Linked DNA regions of Mus musculus: regions 2, 3, 4 and 5 are each linked to region 1. A link is a contact called in public HiChIP or PLAC-seq data. All regions are on one chromosome and are shown on one strand. The core of a region is the stretch at or near the end of the contact, and the rest is flanking DNA. Distances in the headings are between cores, read along the strand shown. Region 1 overlaps Pde4d (phosphodiesterase 4D, cAMP specific). Region 2 overlaps Pde4d (phosphodiesterase 4D, cAMP specific). Region 3 overlaps Pde4d (phosphodiesterase 4D, cAMP specific). Region 4 overlaps Pde4d (phosphodiesterase 4D, cAMP specific). Region 5 overlaps Pde4d (phosphodiesterase 4D, cAMP specific).

Region 1 (2,700 bases), core at 130-2,629:
AAGGCCCAAAACAGGACCTTTCCCAGAAACTGTGTTGCTTTGGCCTGTCACAGAAGCTGTTAGCTTCTGTAGTCCACACTCTCACCTGTGCAGACTACTTTTGGTGGAGTCCCGGATCCAAGATGGCTCCCGCCGATGCTGAGACAAAGTTCTCCCGGGCCAGGCAGACACCTGTCCTCTGGCCGGGAAGGTGGCCAGATGTCTGGAGCCGAAAAGGGGACTGCCTCAGAAGCTCTGTGGCTCCTGCCTGTCCCAGAAGCTGTTAGCTTCTGTAGTGCACACTCTCACCTGTGCAGACTACTTTCGGCGGAGTCCCGGATCCAAGATGGCTCCCGATGATACCCATCTAATGACTTCTTTTGTGATTGGGTTACCTCATTCAGGATGATATCCTCCAGATACATCCATTTGTCCAAGAATTTCATAAATTCATTGTTTTTAATAGCTGAGTAATACTCCATCATCCTTAGTGAGGTAACCCAATCACAAAAGAAGTCATTAGAGGTCCCCCCCTTTTTAAAGCTGTCTGTTCCCAGCTTTGACTGTGTCATAGAACTTGCTGTGGGTAGGATGCTGAAGCACGTAGCTGAGATCAATGAAGGGGTCACTGATGGCAACAATATCTATTTTGTCAGAATTGAAAGCACCCTGGAGACCAGGCACCTAATCTGACTAAATCTTCTCACTCTAACCTTCACCATCCTGTCTCATGGGTGAGGCTGGCATTTCAGGAGACGAAGCAGCTGTCTCTGGTAATGGGGAGAACTGGAGAACCTAAGACTTCACTTTAGGGTTAAGTTAATAGTTGAAGCTCAAACAGGCAGAGTTCATGAATCCAGGTAGTCATTCAGACTCTGGGGCTATTGGAGTCGGTGCTTCTGGGAGTCTGTGAATCGGTAGTCCAGGGAAAATCAGGGGGGAGTCAACAACCGAATAGAGAGAGTCATAATTCTCCATTTACATTACTGAATACATATATAACAATACAACTCATATTTATTGTATTTCTGTCCTTTCCATACAGGGTGTTTTAGATTGCAACAATATTGTATTGTAAGTAGATTCCTACACTAGTGTTATAAACAGATTGATGAAGACAACACTGTGGGCCTGCATCTGAGCCGTCTTGTGACCTAGTATGGGCTTTCAACTAGATTCTAATAATAAAAAACACTTACCACATATTTAGGTATCTCTAAGCGATTGTTTCCCTTGATACAAAGTGGAGAACACTAATACAGGTTTTCATGAATTGTTGGCCTTCTTTGTTAATTCATGTAGTTCTTCGAAATGGCCACTAGATGGTAGTCTTTAGTTAGTATTGTCACCTCTGCTCCATGATAGGAGCTTTGATTCTAACCAGAAACATTTTGTGTGTTCCTGACGCCCTTTTCCTCAGATGGGTGAGGCAAAGGGCAAGGACTCCGTGTGGTTCAAGAGTCTTCAGTCTTGAATCCTTAAATTTTCTTCTTCGTAGACCTTACTTTCGGATACTATTTATTGAACAATTTTATTTGTCTCCACTGTACCTTTAAGTGATGACTCTTTGAAGAGGGTTGAGGTCTGTACTTACAAGGGTCAAAAAGATAAGAGTACAAGGATAATATGTCAGGCGAAGAACAGGGACGATGAGCTTCGGGATCTGCTGTCACCCCAAGTAAATCCCAGAATTCCCCCGAGCTCTGCAATCATTCACCATCTTAGCTAGAGTTGCCGGACATTGATGCACCGTTGCCAAATACATGTGTGGTCTCTCTGGACAATCGGAAAAAAAAAAAAAGTTTTTCCTCTTCTGTGCTGAAGCCTTGTGATTTTTTTTCCCCCTAGCAAAACCAAACCCAGTGAGCGGCAGTTAACCCGCACTGGCTGTTTGCGCACTGTGTTCCAAGGGCTCTCTCTATTTGTCATGAGTCATCCAATTAACGTCAACTGTAATTATTTCCTCTTCATTTTCCCTTTCCACTGTTGAGTCTCCCGAAGTCACCAATTTCCTTAACTAATTTTAATATCGAAACCTGCATTTCAGGTTCTCCTACTTCACACAACCAAGAAAAAAAAGAAAAAAAGGAATGAGATGCCCTTTTCGATTTTACCCTGAGGTAGAGCAAATCCTTTGACACATTCTGAGAATTCTTCCTGTTCAGTTTTATCATCTGTCCGTACTTCCTTGAAGTTCACTTATGGCTGAACACACGTATTTGCATACGGACTCTCATAAAGTCATTTTCAGTAACTCTGCAATTGATAACTCTCCCAGATAGACACATAGTCCAGAGTTACCTGTTGATCTGTTTCGCTGCCTAAAAGGAGGAGGGCAGCAGTGGAGACAGGACGGACTCACCTGGGGGTAAATGTGAACTTTGGGGCCTTGAACAACAACAGGAAGCTTGGTTTCTGGCTGCTACCACATTAAAACTAGTTGAGGTTTTTATTGTTTGTGGGCTGTGGAAATTTTATTTCCTGGCGTCTAGTAACAGTTGGCGAAGATCCCCATTACCCTCACTGTGAGAAGAAGCCCCATGGTCACTCCACAGCTATTGAGAGCTGCTACACCCCCTCCTGCCCCACCCTGCCCTGCCCTGCCCTGCCCCACCCCAACCCCCCTTCCGCCGCCCAGAGACACAGCTGCCTCCTGACCACCGGAGGCTCCAGTTGGTTTAAGCAAGATTAGTTCAGCTTTGCTTAGCGAAGGGTCACTGT
Region 2 (2,700 bases), core at 45-2,544, 400 kb after region 1:
TGCTCAGCTTGTTTAACATTTTAATGCCCCCCCAAATCACGAGAGCATGGGGGGGGAGGGGCTGGAGAGATGGCTCAGCAGTTAAGAGCACTGAACACTGACTGCTCTTCCAGAGGTTCTGAGTTCAAATCCCAGCAAACACGTGGTGGCTTACAACCATCTAGAATGAGATCTGATGCCCTTTCTGGTGTGTCTGAAGAGAGTGACATTGTACTCACATACATAAAATAAATAAATCTTAAGCCTAGTGAGGCTGGGATCGGAGCCAGGAAAAAAAAAAAAAAAAGAATGTTAAGGGTCTTTAACCCTGGTAGGCATGGAGATGGTCCCTTAGGGCGATTAGTCAATTTTGTCCAGTTCAGAGGGGGTTAACATCTTTTTTAGGGTTTCTCCAAGCTTCTCTAATCTTATCCTGGATGTGTAGAGCCCTGCCTTGGTTTACAATGGAGGTCACAAGCAGGCCAGTGCTTGGGCAGGGAGTGATGGAATTAGGCTGTGTTGTCAGCATTAAATACCACTGACTCCTGAGAAGTGATGACGACACCAGGGTGCCTTGAGTCCTTGAGGACACCTTGAAATATATGTCTCCCTGCCGCGCGCGCTGAACTCTGAGACCACACAACTGAGCTCTGTGGATCTCTCAGCCTTTATGTGACTTGAAAGAAGGACGTTTTAAGGGATCTGTTCAAGAGCGAAGAACGGGACAAGACATTGATCTCTGCTGTCAAAGTCACTCCTTATAACTCACTCTGCAAGGTGACACAGTGACATCCCTTTGAGGGAAAGGTTGCCAGGAGTTCTGAAAGTGATCTGCCTGTTTTCATCTCACACTGACTGGCAGGGAGGAGAGGGGTTTTTTTTGTTTGTTTTGTTTTGTTTTTAACAATTACTAAGTTTTTTTTTTACAAGGTTTTCTAATAACGACATTCATACATGTATCTAAGAGAATTTAGAATAAGAAAAAATTATTTGGATAGCCAGAGTTGAAATTTAATACTCCTGTCAAGTTTCCCAGTCCTGGGTCCATGTGTAATTTTCCCTTTCACTACAGGTCACTACTGTTTAACATTCACACTAAGAGTAAGTTGACCCATTGAACCACACCTCCCAGTCTGTGCATCTGCATGTCTGTGGGGGGTGGGGTGGGGGCTATGCTTTTCAGGAGTGGCATGTGGCCCTGCTGTTTAAGCTGGGCTATATTTAAAAGCAGTTTCAAGGGAGTTGTTTCTCACACTAACAAGAGACTGTCTAGGTGAAGCAAGCGCTGTCGCAAAGGGCAAGTGTCACGCAGCAGGAAGTGCTGGCCACCCTTTCCAGCCCTGCCTCAGCCAGCCTGCCACCTCTCTGTCAGCACATACCACCACACTGAAGAAATGCCCTCATTCAGCCACAAGTGCCTCTTGCAGCCTGAAGGGCCTTCCCGCCCCAGGGTCCAGTATCTGCTCTGACATTCTGCTGTTCCTGTGGATCTCTTAGCACTCTCTTTACAAATGGCTTTTGTCTGGGATCCCCTGGGAGTCGCAGTGCCAGGACCATCTCCAAGAACTAGAACAAGATTGCGTTTCTCAAAGTCCTACAGGTATGGCAATTTCCTTTTGGTAGCAAGGGAGGCCTTTTTATCTGCTGTAGGTCCCTTACAAGTAAAACTTTGAGGGAATCTCCTTCATTCACATGGTTGGGTTAATGTCCGGCTCAGCTCCTGGGCTATTGTAAGCATTTGAAATAGTCCTGGGTTTGTGGGGACCTCCTGAGGTCGCAGGAAGTTGCCCAACTCTCAGAGCCCATTCTGAGAGTTGAAAGGTAAACTTGACAAAGCTTGTCAGTTAGTTACAGTTCTGGGATTGGGGGGTGGGGTGTGTGGGGGGTGGATGTATTCATTTGCCTAATCAATTCCTGTCTTGGAAAACAAGCTTGCTAAACTGTAAGCTAAGTCTTTTAACTACTCAGAACAGCTGCTGATTTAATTCGCCCAGCAAACAATAGCAAACTACAGGGCTGTTATTCACAGGGCAAAACCCACATTGCAAAGCTGAAGCTAACTCCGTGACCCACTGGGTGACTCACTTTAAAGTTTGTCTCAAAGAATGAGATACCGTAATTTCGAAGTTAAGGTGTAAGGCGTATTGCATTTCTAGTGAGTTCTCTGGAAGTCACATAACAACTCTCAACCACATGCCTACTACATATTGTCAACTTTGTTTCACAGCAAAGGCTAGTTAATGTTAACCAAATACCTGGCTGTACTGCTGCTGGGAGCTGATGCAGCCACAGTAAATAAAAGGGAAATGGTTTGCATAATCTTAAGAATGGGTCTTTGTTATTTAGGTCAGCTACCAACAAAGTTAGAAACTTATACAGAAATACACACTATTTTGTTTTTGTTTTTAGTTAAATTACGTTCTATGTTGTCTACAGAGAAAACATTTTAAATTTGGATTAAAACATTAATGATTTTATTTGTTGAAAACCAGAGAGAAAACTTTCACCCTAGATTTTTTTTTTAATGAAAACAGCTAGCGTCCGTCATGATGGTATTAATTTATTAAGACATTTGGTGAACGTTGGCAAGCCAGCGCCTGTGGCAAGTGTGCATGAAGGAATATGATTGGCTTGCTTGTTATTGACATGCCACGCCTGATTATGTGTGTTGCATGCCCGGAACGTACTATCACCAAGCCTCCAACATTATTGTGTCCAAGA
Region 3 (2,700 bases), core at 51-2,550, 460 kb after region 1:
ATAAACAAATGTAAACGAAAAAATAATCTCTCTCTTCAGGGATAAGGGATTCTGGGAAGGACTGAGACCTCATGTGACCACAAAAGATAAGGATCTATGATGAACAGCAGTTAAATGTTAATAACTGAGGCAGTGCCTGAGATATGCCTCTGGTGTCCAAGTAAGTGCCTCTCTGTGCAGTCTGGTTTGGCATGAACTAGGAAGTGTTCCGAAAGAATAAAGATTAGGGAGAACTGCTGGACTTGTGGGTACAATTTCTTAGCACAGCAGGGGAAACATAAATTCTAAGTAGTTTATAGTGATTGGTCTCCTAGGAGCATCGAGGCTACCGGGGGAGGCTGTGAATGTGAGAAGGAACCCAGAGGTTAAGCTGTTCTTTAGAATAAAAAAGTACCAAAATACAAGGGGAAGATGTCAGTGGAAGAGCTGGGAAAGGATGACCAAAGATTAGGAAGCGTTCCAGAGAGGCCCCATCTAGATCAGAAACCGCCTTCTACCCTCCTGGCAGCCTATTCTGTTTAATCACACTGCTGACACGGGAGTGCTTGCGTTAGAAGTCACAACACACACACACACACACACACACACACACAGACACACACACAGACACAGACACACACAGACACAGACACACACAGACACAGACACACACAGTAAAAGTCATCGTGTGTCTCTATTCCACTTGAGAGAATACAAGAAATTAGAAGACAGGTGGAACATACACACACACATCATACACAGACACATACACACAGACAAACAGACAGACAGACAGACAGACACACACACACAGAGTAAAAGTCATCCTGTGTCTCTATTCCACTTGAGAGAGTACAAGAAATTAGAAGACAGGTGGAACACACACACACACACACACACACACACACACACACACGGGTGGTGTGCGCTCACACACACTCCTGATGGTTTAGTTTGGTTGGTTGTCAAGTTGCTTTGTTGACTTTTCTTTTCTTAGATAAGATCTCACTGTGTAATTTAGGCTGTCCTTGAATTGTTATATAGCCCAGTCTGGCCTCAAAATCACATCCTTTTTCCTCATTCTTCTTCCACTCTTGTATCCTAGTCCTGGTGTTTTTAACCCACAAGACTAGAAACCTTTGTTTATACCTAATTCTAGTCTCCTAGTTTAAATATTAACCCATCACCCCTGGTTATCAGTGGGTATGAAAACAGATAAGTAACGTCTCTTTGCTGGCATTTGAAAGTTGGTGTTCCTAGCCTCTTTTCATTCTGTAGTTTAAAATATTCCTTCCAAACTGTAAATGACACCAATGTGACTCATTAAATGTCTCATTAGATGTAGTTTCTGTACATGATTGTTTTCAGACCTCCTAGATAAGACTGCCCCCATTGTACCTAATTTTTCCTCCAGTTTAAAATATATCGCCGATGAGTCATTCAGCTCTGTGTAATTAATTTATGAGAAACATTCATGCATATGTAGAATCCAGAAGATTATAATTTCAAGTATCCATGATGTCACCCCACTACAATGTGGCACAGGACTTATTCTTCTGTGTCAAGGAATTAACATAATACCATTTTACTTAGAATAATTCACTGTAAAATCTGTCATCTTGCAGCCAGTGGTATTCTTACATGTCATAAGCCTCTACTGCTGTGACTGTTTTTGTTTTTTTTTTTGTTTTTTTTGTTTTTTTGTTTTTTTTTCTGCTGCTGCTGCAACTTTGTCTCCAAATGTAAGGGACCTGATCTATGGCTGCATCACCAGCCAGCTAGGGACAGTGGTCCCTAAATCCACTAGAGCAGTTGAATAGGACCAAATAAGGATGATAGCCACAGTAGACTGAACATCCGCTCAGTTGGCTCAGCCGGCTTGTCAGGCATTGGACTTGGTCTCATCACAGCAACCATACTGGGTACAATTGAAGCTGCAGAGCTAGAAAAATCACGCAGCTACAGGAAAACCCTGGTCTGTCTACAGCTAACCTTTCCCCGTGGCTTTGGCTATTGGATGTGATGGTCTGTTTTCCCTCACTATCTACACTTCAGTTATATCTGGTTTTCCTTGGAGATATTAACAAAAAGTGGCCAGCAACATGTTACTTAGCCTTCTTTTTCGGTCCTCCACAGTTCAAGCATATGAAAACATGTTTCCCTTTTCTGCTTATTTAATAGTCTTCCTCCCCACCCCCGCAAATTTTGCATCCAGTCCTTCAACCGTGGACCCTAGAGATGTGTAAGAAATAAAGAGTGGACTTTGATATAGCTCCATCGCTTAGAGAGCTAGCTAGTTCCTCCTGAGTCACTCAGCTCATTGACCCTCCTGCTCTGGTCAGACTATAAATTGCACTGTTTTCTTCCTTTCTGGCACTGGGCCAATTTGGAGAACCATAAACTCTTTTTAAATAAATGGGACCACAGAACAGAACCTATAATCTATTTCTCCACACCCCTAGTTTCGGCTAGCCGCTGTCAACGTTTTGTTAGTCTTTAACATTTCTGGTCAAGTAAGATCAAGAATAGCTGTTGGAACCAATAGCAAGGCTTACATAGTAAATGAATTTGTTGGATAAAAGCATTTAAACTCTAAAACGTGCTTTTGAAGTGAAATAGGCATTTGAGAACTAGTCTACTTCAGCACATAAATGTATGAAGCTGATTGTAACTCTGATTTGTAATGGACCTTGATGTCATTTCAGACACATCTAGTATAAC
Region 4 (2,700 bases), core at 113-2,612, 270 kb after region 1:
CAGGCACTGTGAGTTCCTACAGAGAAACATCTAGAGACGTGTGGGCTTTAGCAGAACTGTTTCAATACTGAGATTGGCCATCAGCTCTTCATTGTCTCACTGTAGTTTGTGATGCAGCGAGTTCTGTTTCCTTCTTTAGACAGCACTTAAGTGGTGTTGTGAGAAACGGCTTTCTCTTCAAAGTGGGGAGAAGTCAGTTGTTCTGGAGCCCAAATTAGCCCAAGTTCCGAGTTAAAATGTGGCAACAATTTTATTAGGATTTTATAGTAATGGAACAAAGAAAGCCTTAAATCAGGACACTTTAAATACATTGGTGGAAACATCAGGTTAGGTGGTGGCTTACAGCACAGTCAGGGAGACCTCTGTGACAGATCTAATGACCGTCTTAGCATTTGGTCTCATGGAAGCTCGTCTATGAATACATTCAAAGCTTTCACCTAATGGTCGGCAGGTGTTAGGTAAGAAGGATGTGGCCGAGGAGCTGCTATTACAGGGCCTTAAATGCAGCCCTGAATGCACTGTCCTTCCACAAATGTTAAAGTTGTGTTCAGTTGATCAGCCTTGTAAGCAAGTCGATGCAAGCTGTGGCTTCTTTCTGGGAAATACAAATGTTTGTGACTCTAAGCTTGTTCTTTATAAAAGGAAGCATATATCAATATTCAAAATGCCAGCTCATTGAAGTGGATACGCAGGGTTGGTGGGGAGGTGGGGGGAGGAAAGAGTTCCTCTGGCCAAGTCCCTGACTTAACATTTCTAAAGCCAATTACCCAATTTATATATTTTACTTTTAGGGCTGATTTAATTATCAGCTCTTCAGCCAGGGACGGAGGAAAGGCTCCTGACAGATGTTCTGTTTTAAGGCCAAAAAGTTTCTTTAAACGATCATTCCTAGGAACCTTGGAAAGTCAATGTTGTCCTACCCCTAACTGTTTCTGTCCTGGGGGTCGTGGGGGGGAATCCCTACACAAGCTGACTAAAATCAACCCCCTGTAATAGTAGAACCCCCATCTGTACCATGAGGAAGTTCCCTGGCCCAAGGCTGTGGGACCCACAGGTATTTCAAGATCATCCTGAGGACGGTAAATATGATATGTAAGAAGCTAAAGCCCCAACACATGATAACATGTGTAAAGTAAGAATTGCTTTCAACTTTTTCTGCCTCTCTTAACAAGCATATGGTTTCTTTAAAGTACAGCTTCAGTACACTAAGGGTTACTCTGGTGACCCAAATAATTTAGTTAATGTTCAGCTTAAACATCTGACACATACCCAGAAGTCACCTGGCACTGGGAGATCGCCCTTCCCAGCTATGGGGTTATCATGTCTGTAAAGCAGTTCGCGGTGGAGCTGTTTGTGTGTGGCTAGCAACAGTCTCTAAGTCTCGAGTTTATGGGAGAACAAAGTGCACTCTGACGCCATGGCTTACATACAAGTGTTTACCGTGAGTCACAATGCTCGCTTGAAGTCTGCCCCTCAAATAAACATGCCTTAAGGTTAATTTCCTCACATTTCTTCATAATCTGAGTTCATGAACAAATGGAGTTATTATTATCACGTATGTGATAGCCATTCAATGGATTGATTCTTTTGCCTCTTGAGACAATGTCTTACCCTGTAGCACAGGCTAGCCCTGGATACATAGCAATGATTCACCTTCTCTCTCAGCCTTCTGCATTCTGGAACCACACTCAGGAGCCACAGTTTCTGATTTGTTTGTTTGTTTGTTTTCTTTACAAAACTGAACTGATCATCATGTTTATTTTATTTGACTTCTATTTGCAACATATTACATCTTGAAGTTTGTGAATTTGGGAGATCATGCAGTACTCAGGATCTTCTGAAGCCGAGTTTCCATTTCTTTTCATCTCAATGAAGGCTAGTTCCTAACTCAGTACTCTGTTTCATTCAAGATGCTCCTTATCTGGAATATAAATTAATGTTAAAACCTTTTTATCTTCTCAATTCACAACAGCTACCACCTTCATTTCTTAGCACTCATCAATAGTCAACAAAGTTTGACTGGCTAGCAAATACCTAAGACCTTAAAATCACTTACATTGTATATAATTGGGGGAAGGCATGTGCATCAAGTTTTTCTGCAGCAAAGAAATGGTAATGCCACAGGATCCAATATAAGTATACACTTATGGTCTTTCCACGCACACCCACCTATAAGCACACTTGTATATAGGTATACAAACACCATAGTCACACACAAGTAAAAGTATATGTGAAGTAAAACTATAGAAGTATAACTGTCCAGGTGGAAGGATGACGTATTAGGGATGGCACTGGGACAGGTAACTCTTCCAGAATTAACCTGGAAGTTAAGTGATTTGGGATGTTTGGTGTATGAAAGCTGAGTCCAGAAAAAAAGAGAGAGGGAGAGAGGGAGAGAGAGAGGGAGAGAGGGAAAGAGAGGGAGAGAGGGAGAGAGAGAAAGGATATAGAGTTGAGTGCTTACCCATGCACAGCAGCACCAGGGCTCTTCTGTTTAGCTAGTGGAGAACTCAGAGTAAGGTGACTTGTGTTGATACTTGAAGCCGTTAGTAGCCTGGACTCTAAATGAAGGCTAGAGAAATAGTAACTTAGATTAGTAAACAAATACAGTAACACAATAATTATTTAGTGTTGTGAACCTGGATTGAAAACAAAACAACACTTTCTGCTAAATACAGAGGGGGGAAAAAAACCTATTGA
Region 5 (2,700 bases), core at 44-2,543, 410 kb before region 1:
GCTCATTGGGGGTGGTGCTTTCCCTGGACTCATGGTCATGGGTTCTATAAGAAACTCATGAACAAGCCGTAAGGAGCAAGGCAACAAGCAGTACTCCTCTGTGGCCCCCACATTAGCTCCTGTCTCCAGGTTCCTGCCCTGCTTGAATTTCTGTTTTGACTTTCTTTGACAATAAAGTGTGATGTGGAAGTGTAAACTGAATAAACCCTTTCCTCCCCAAGCTGCTTTCGGTTATAGTGCTTCATCACAGCAATAGTAACCCTAACTAACTAACTAACTAAGACACTACTAACACAATATTTACCTTGTCATCTTCTTGAGAAACCTCTTTCTCCTAGGCATGGCATTAAATGTGATAGTTATCTATATTATACTGAAAATATATATTATTGTTGTATTATTAAATGTATGGTTGTGAAATCTACTTAATCCATTAAAGATCTTTGTTCACTCGAAATGTGTCTATTAATTAAAACACAGCTAGTTGCAAGTCACAGAAACCTAAGCCATCCCCTTTAAAAAAGAGAAATATGGAATATGAGTAGATCAGATCTGATAAATTTTTGTGTCTCTTAGGCTTCAGGCTTGGAAGATAGTCAAGGAAAACCTCACTAGGCCCAGGCTCCCACTGGCTATCATACCATGGAGAAAGGTTGGAGGTTCTTCTTGGTATTCTAGCAAATTCTTAATGATGCTACGTTGAGCTGTACATTAATGTTGCTGCTTTGAGCTGTAAGAAGAGCACATTGAAAGAACTAAATAACAGAAATATCCCTTAAAACTTGGGAATAAAATTATTTGGGGGGGGGGCATCGTATTTTAACCGACTAGCAATATTTACGACTGAAACACACTTATTTCCCTTTCAAATAGAATCTCCAATGCAAAAGCAATTCTAAGGGCTCCTCAGTTCACTTTTGTAATTAAAATTTGTTGAGAGGTATGTTGAAGGGTAGATCTATATATTGAATCGATTTCTTTGAAGCCATACAACTTGTAGAAAGAAAGTATAAAATTTTTTCCCATTTACTTGCCTTTTCTGTTCTTGCGCATTGCAAGTAATCTTAACCTTTGCTCCAAGGCTCCCCATATGGTCAGCCTAATGGGATTTTCTGTTTTCCCCGTTTGTTTTCCTTTGCTTTGTGTGTTCTTATTGTGCACATATCAGGAATCAGATGCCCCTTAACAGCACTTCCAACCGCGATGAAAAAGGCTAATGTTGAATGCTGCCATCTCTAGCCCCAGTCACCAGATGAGTCAGACGCTCTGCAAAGGGCTGAATCATAGGACTTCCCTTCCTTCAGTCACGACCAAAGCATTGCGGTTGCCCTACCCTGAAATTAAAATCTAGGGGCAAGAATGGTTTCATTTGTAAAAATGTCAGGTCAATATTGACATATAATAAATCATGCTGAGAGTAGCAGGTCCTACAGTGACAGCTGCATCAAGAAATGACTTTGTGTGCTCACACATCTTGGAGTGAGCATTAGTTCCTATGCTGAAGTCTTTGGGGGCTTACATGCCTTCTTTTAAATCAGATCTCCTTTAGAATGGCCCCTGTGCCCCTTGAGTCTTTCTCCCTCCCTCCACCTGCCCTCTGTATTAGCATTACTGTTGGGTAATCTTTTTTCCATGAAGCTAGGAAAAGCACTTCCACTGGAAACCAGGTCTACATATTATTTGCTTACAGTTGGTAGCCCTCCAAACAGCAGACCCTTTTACTGAGTAGTAGTCACCTCTTTGCTTATAGCTGGTTGCCCTGCAAATAACAGACTCTTTAAGTGAGTAGTAGCCCCTTTGCTTACAGTTGGTAGGTAGCCTTCAGAAAAGAACAGAGGCTTTGACTGTTTTAGCAGCTCCACTTATAAACCTCAGCAAAGAAACTGATTGATCGCTCCTGGGTCATGTGCCCTTCACTGTGCTAACTGGTGGCAGGTTGTTCAGACAGTGCTCTAATTCACCAAGCCTGTGCTATACTCTCTCCTCAGCTGGTAGCAGGCAGTATATTTAGCCGTATCAAAAACATGGAAAGGATTTTTAATGCTGCTTATAGTGAGGCTATATAAAAGGTAAGGAAAAAAATTGGGACATGGGGAAAAGAGAAACCTTTGATGCTGGAAACCTAGGAAGAGGGCAAGATCCTTGGGGCAGTGAATACTGAGGCTTCTTGCCAGCAGGTAAGGAAAAATTCCCCCATAATCAACAGCTGCCTAAGGCCTCTTGCCCTTCCCAGAAATAAACCCGGAATTGCTTAGGAGTTTCACGTGAAACCCCATTTACAGGAAAAGGCATTGTATTAAGCCCAGTGTACAATCCTAGTGGCTTCTTTGACTTTATCAGATTATAATTCTGTCCAAGGCATTTGCAGAGTTACCAACATGGTACATACAGCTAGGGCTAAGATAAGTAATTGTGACTCTTCTTTAAGATGTCCAGATCCACACAGATAGGCAACTCTATCAGAGATTGCTCACTTGTTCTTGGGGGTATCTTCATCCAGAATGACCCCCTTTCTTTTTTCCCCCCTCCTTAACTCTGACGCTAAGCCTACATGAAAATATTTTTAATAAAATCTCCAGCATACTCTGTTTCGTACGCTAGTAATCTTGAAATTCTTTCCTGTCTCTAAGTCATGGTTCAGCCCCAGCGAAGGTCTGTAACAGCCTTCAGAGGCTTCCCAAGGCTGAGTGGCAGCGTAGA

What was found. HiChIP or PLAC-seq counts read pairs in DNA pulled down with a chosen protein or histone mark.
Region 2: an H3K27ac HiChIP or PLAC-seq map of embryonic stem cells shows a contact between it and region 1, with 4 times the contacts expected there. The contact joins two enhancer-like sites. A contact is called at or near these places in 1 of 15 datasets of contacts at CTCF or cohesin (the NIH/3T3 cell line), 7 of 115 datasets of contacts at active chromatin or transcription factors (the NIH/3T3 cell line, acute myeloid leukemia, embryonic stem cells and 2 more) and 2 of 9 other capture datasets (embryonic stem cells and liver).
Region 3: a contact with region 1 is called in a FOXA1 HiChIP or PLAC-seq map of pancreatic cancer cells. The contact joins two enhancer-like sites. A contact is called at or near these places in 9 of 115 datasets of contacts at active chromatin or transcription factors (T-cell acute lymphoblastic leukemia, acute myeloid leukemia, astrocytes and 5 more) and 1 of 9 other capture datasets (embryonic stem cells).
Region 4: an HNF4G HiChIP or PLAC-seq map of pancreatic cancer cells shows a contact between it and region 1. The contact joins two enhancer-like sites. A contact is called at or near these places in 4 of 15 datasets of contacts at CTCF or cohesin (the NIH/3T3 cell line, large pre-B cells and stem cell-derived epiblast-like cells), 43 of 484 Hi-C or Micro-C datasets (B cells, the C2C12 cell line, CD4 T cells and 28 more), 19 of 115 datasets of contacts at active chromatin or transcription factors (DN3 thymocytes, the HPC-7 cell line, T-cell acute lymphoblastic leukemia and 10 more) and 1 of 9 other capture datasets (embryonic stem cells).
Region 5: a contact with region 1 is called in a FOXA1 HiChIP or PLAC-seq map of pancreatic cancer cells. The contact joins two enhancer-like sites.

What each region holds. Positions count from the first base shown.
Region 1 is chr13:109,228,057-109,230,756 of GRCm38.p6, forward strand. The region is part of intron 3 of Pde4d (phosphodiesterase 4D, cAMP specific); the gene reads left to right. Among named protein-coding and RNA genes, the nearest start is that of Mir582, 95 kb to the right of the region's middle. Within about 2 kb of position 1,380, at least 151 of the 459 cell types and tissues checked have an H3K27ac peak or open chromatin away from gene starts, as enhancers often do. A contact at or near this core is called in the N1E-115 cell line, acute myeloid leukemia, embryonic stem cells and 2 more, where this site is marked.
Region 2 is chr13:109,631,332-109,634,031 of GRCm38.p6, forward strand. All of the region lies in intron 3 of Pde4d (phosphodiesterase 4D, cAMP specific), which reads left to right. Among named protein-coding and RNA genes, the nearest start is that of Gm32703, 190 kb to the left of the region's middle. Within about 2 kb of position 1,295, at least 128 of the 459 cell types and tissues checked have an H3K27ac peak or open chromatin away from gene starts, as enhancers often do. A contact at or near this core is called in acute myeloid leukemia, embryonic stem cells and pancreatic cancer cells, where this site is marked.
Region 3 is chr13:109,692,986-109,695,685 of GRCm38.p6, forward strand. The region is part of intron 3 of Pde4d (phosphodiesterase 4D, cAMP specific); the gene reads left to right. Among named protein-coding and RNA genes, the nearest start is that of Mir1904, 210 kb to the right of the region's middle. Within about 2 kb of position 1,301, at least 36 of the 459 cell types and tissues checked have an H3K27ac peak or open chromatin away from gene starts, as enhancers often do. A contact at or near this core is called in pancreatic cancer cells, where this site is marked.
Region 4 is chr13:109,501,644-109,504,343 of GRCm38.p6, forward strand. The region is part of intron 3 of Pde4d (phosphodiesterase 4D, cAMP specific); the gene reads left to right. Among named protein-coding and RNA genes, the nearest start is that of Gm32703, 62 kb to the left of the region's middle. Within about 2 kb of position 1,363, at least 32 of the 459 cell types and tissues checked have an H3K27ac peak or open chromatin away from gene starts, as enhancers often do. A contact at or near this core is called in the N1E-115 cell line, pancreatic cancer cells and uterus, where this site is marked.
Region 5 is chr13:108,818,763-108,821,462 of GRCm38.p6, forward strand. The region is part of intron 1 of Pde4d (phosphodiesterase 4D, cAMP specific); the gene reads left to right. Among named protein-coding and RNA genes, the nearest start is that of Pde4d, 170 kb to the left of the region's middle. Within about 2 kb of position 1,294, at least 39 of the 459 cell types and tissues checked have an H3K27ac peak or open chromatin away from gene starts, as enhancers often do. A contact at or near this core is called in pancreatic cancer cells, where this site is marked.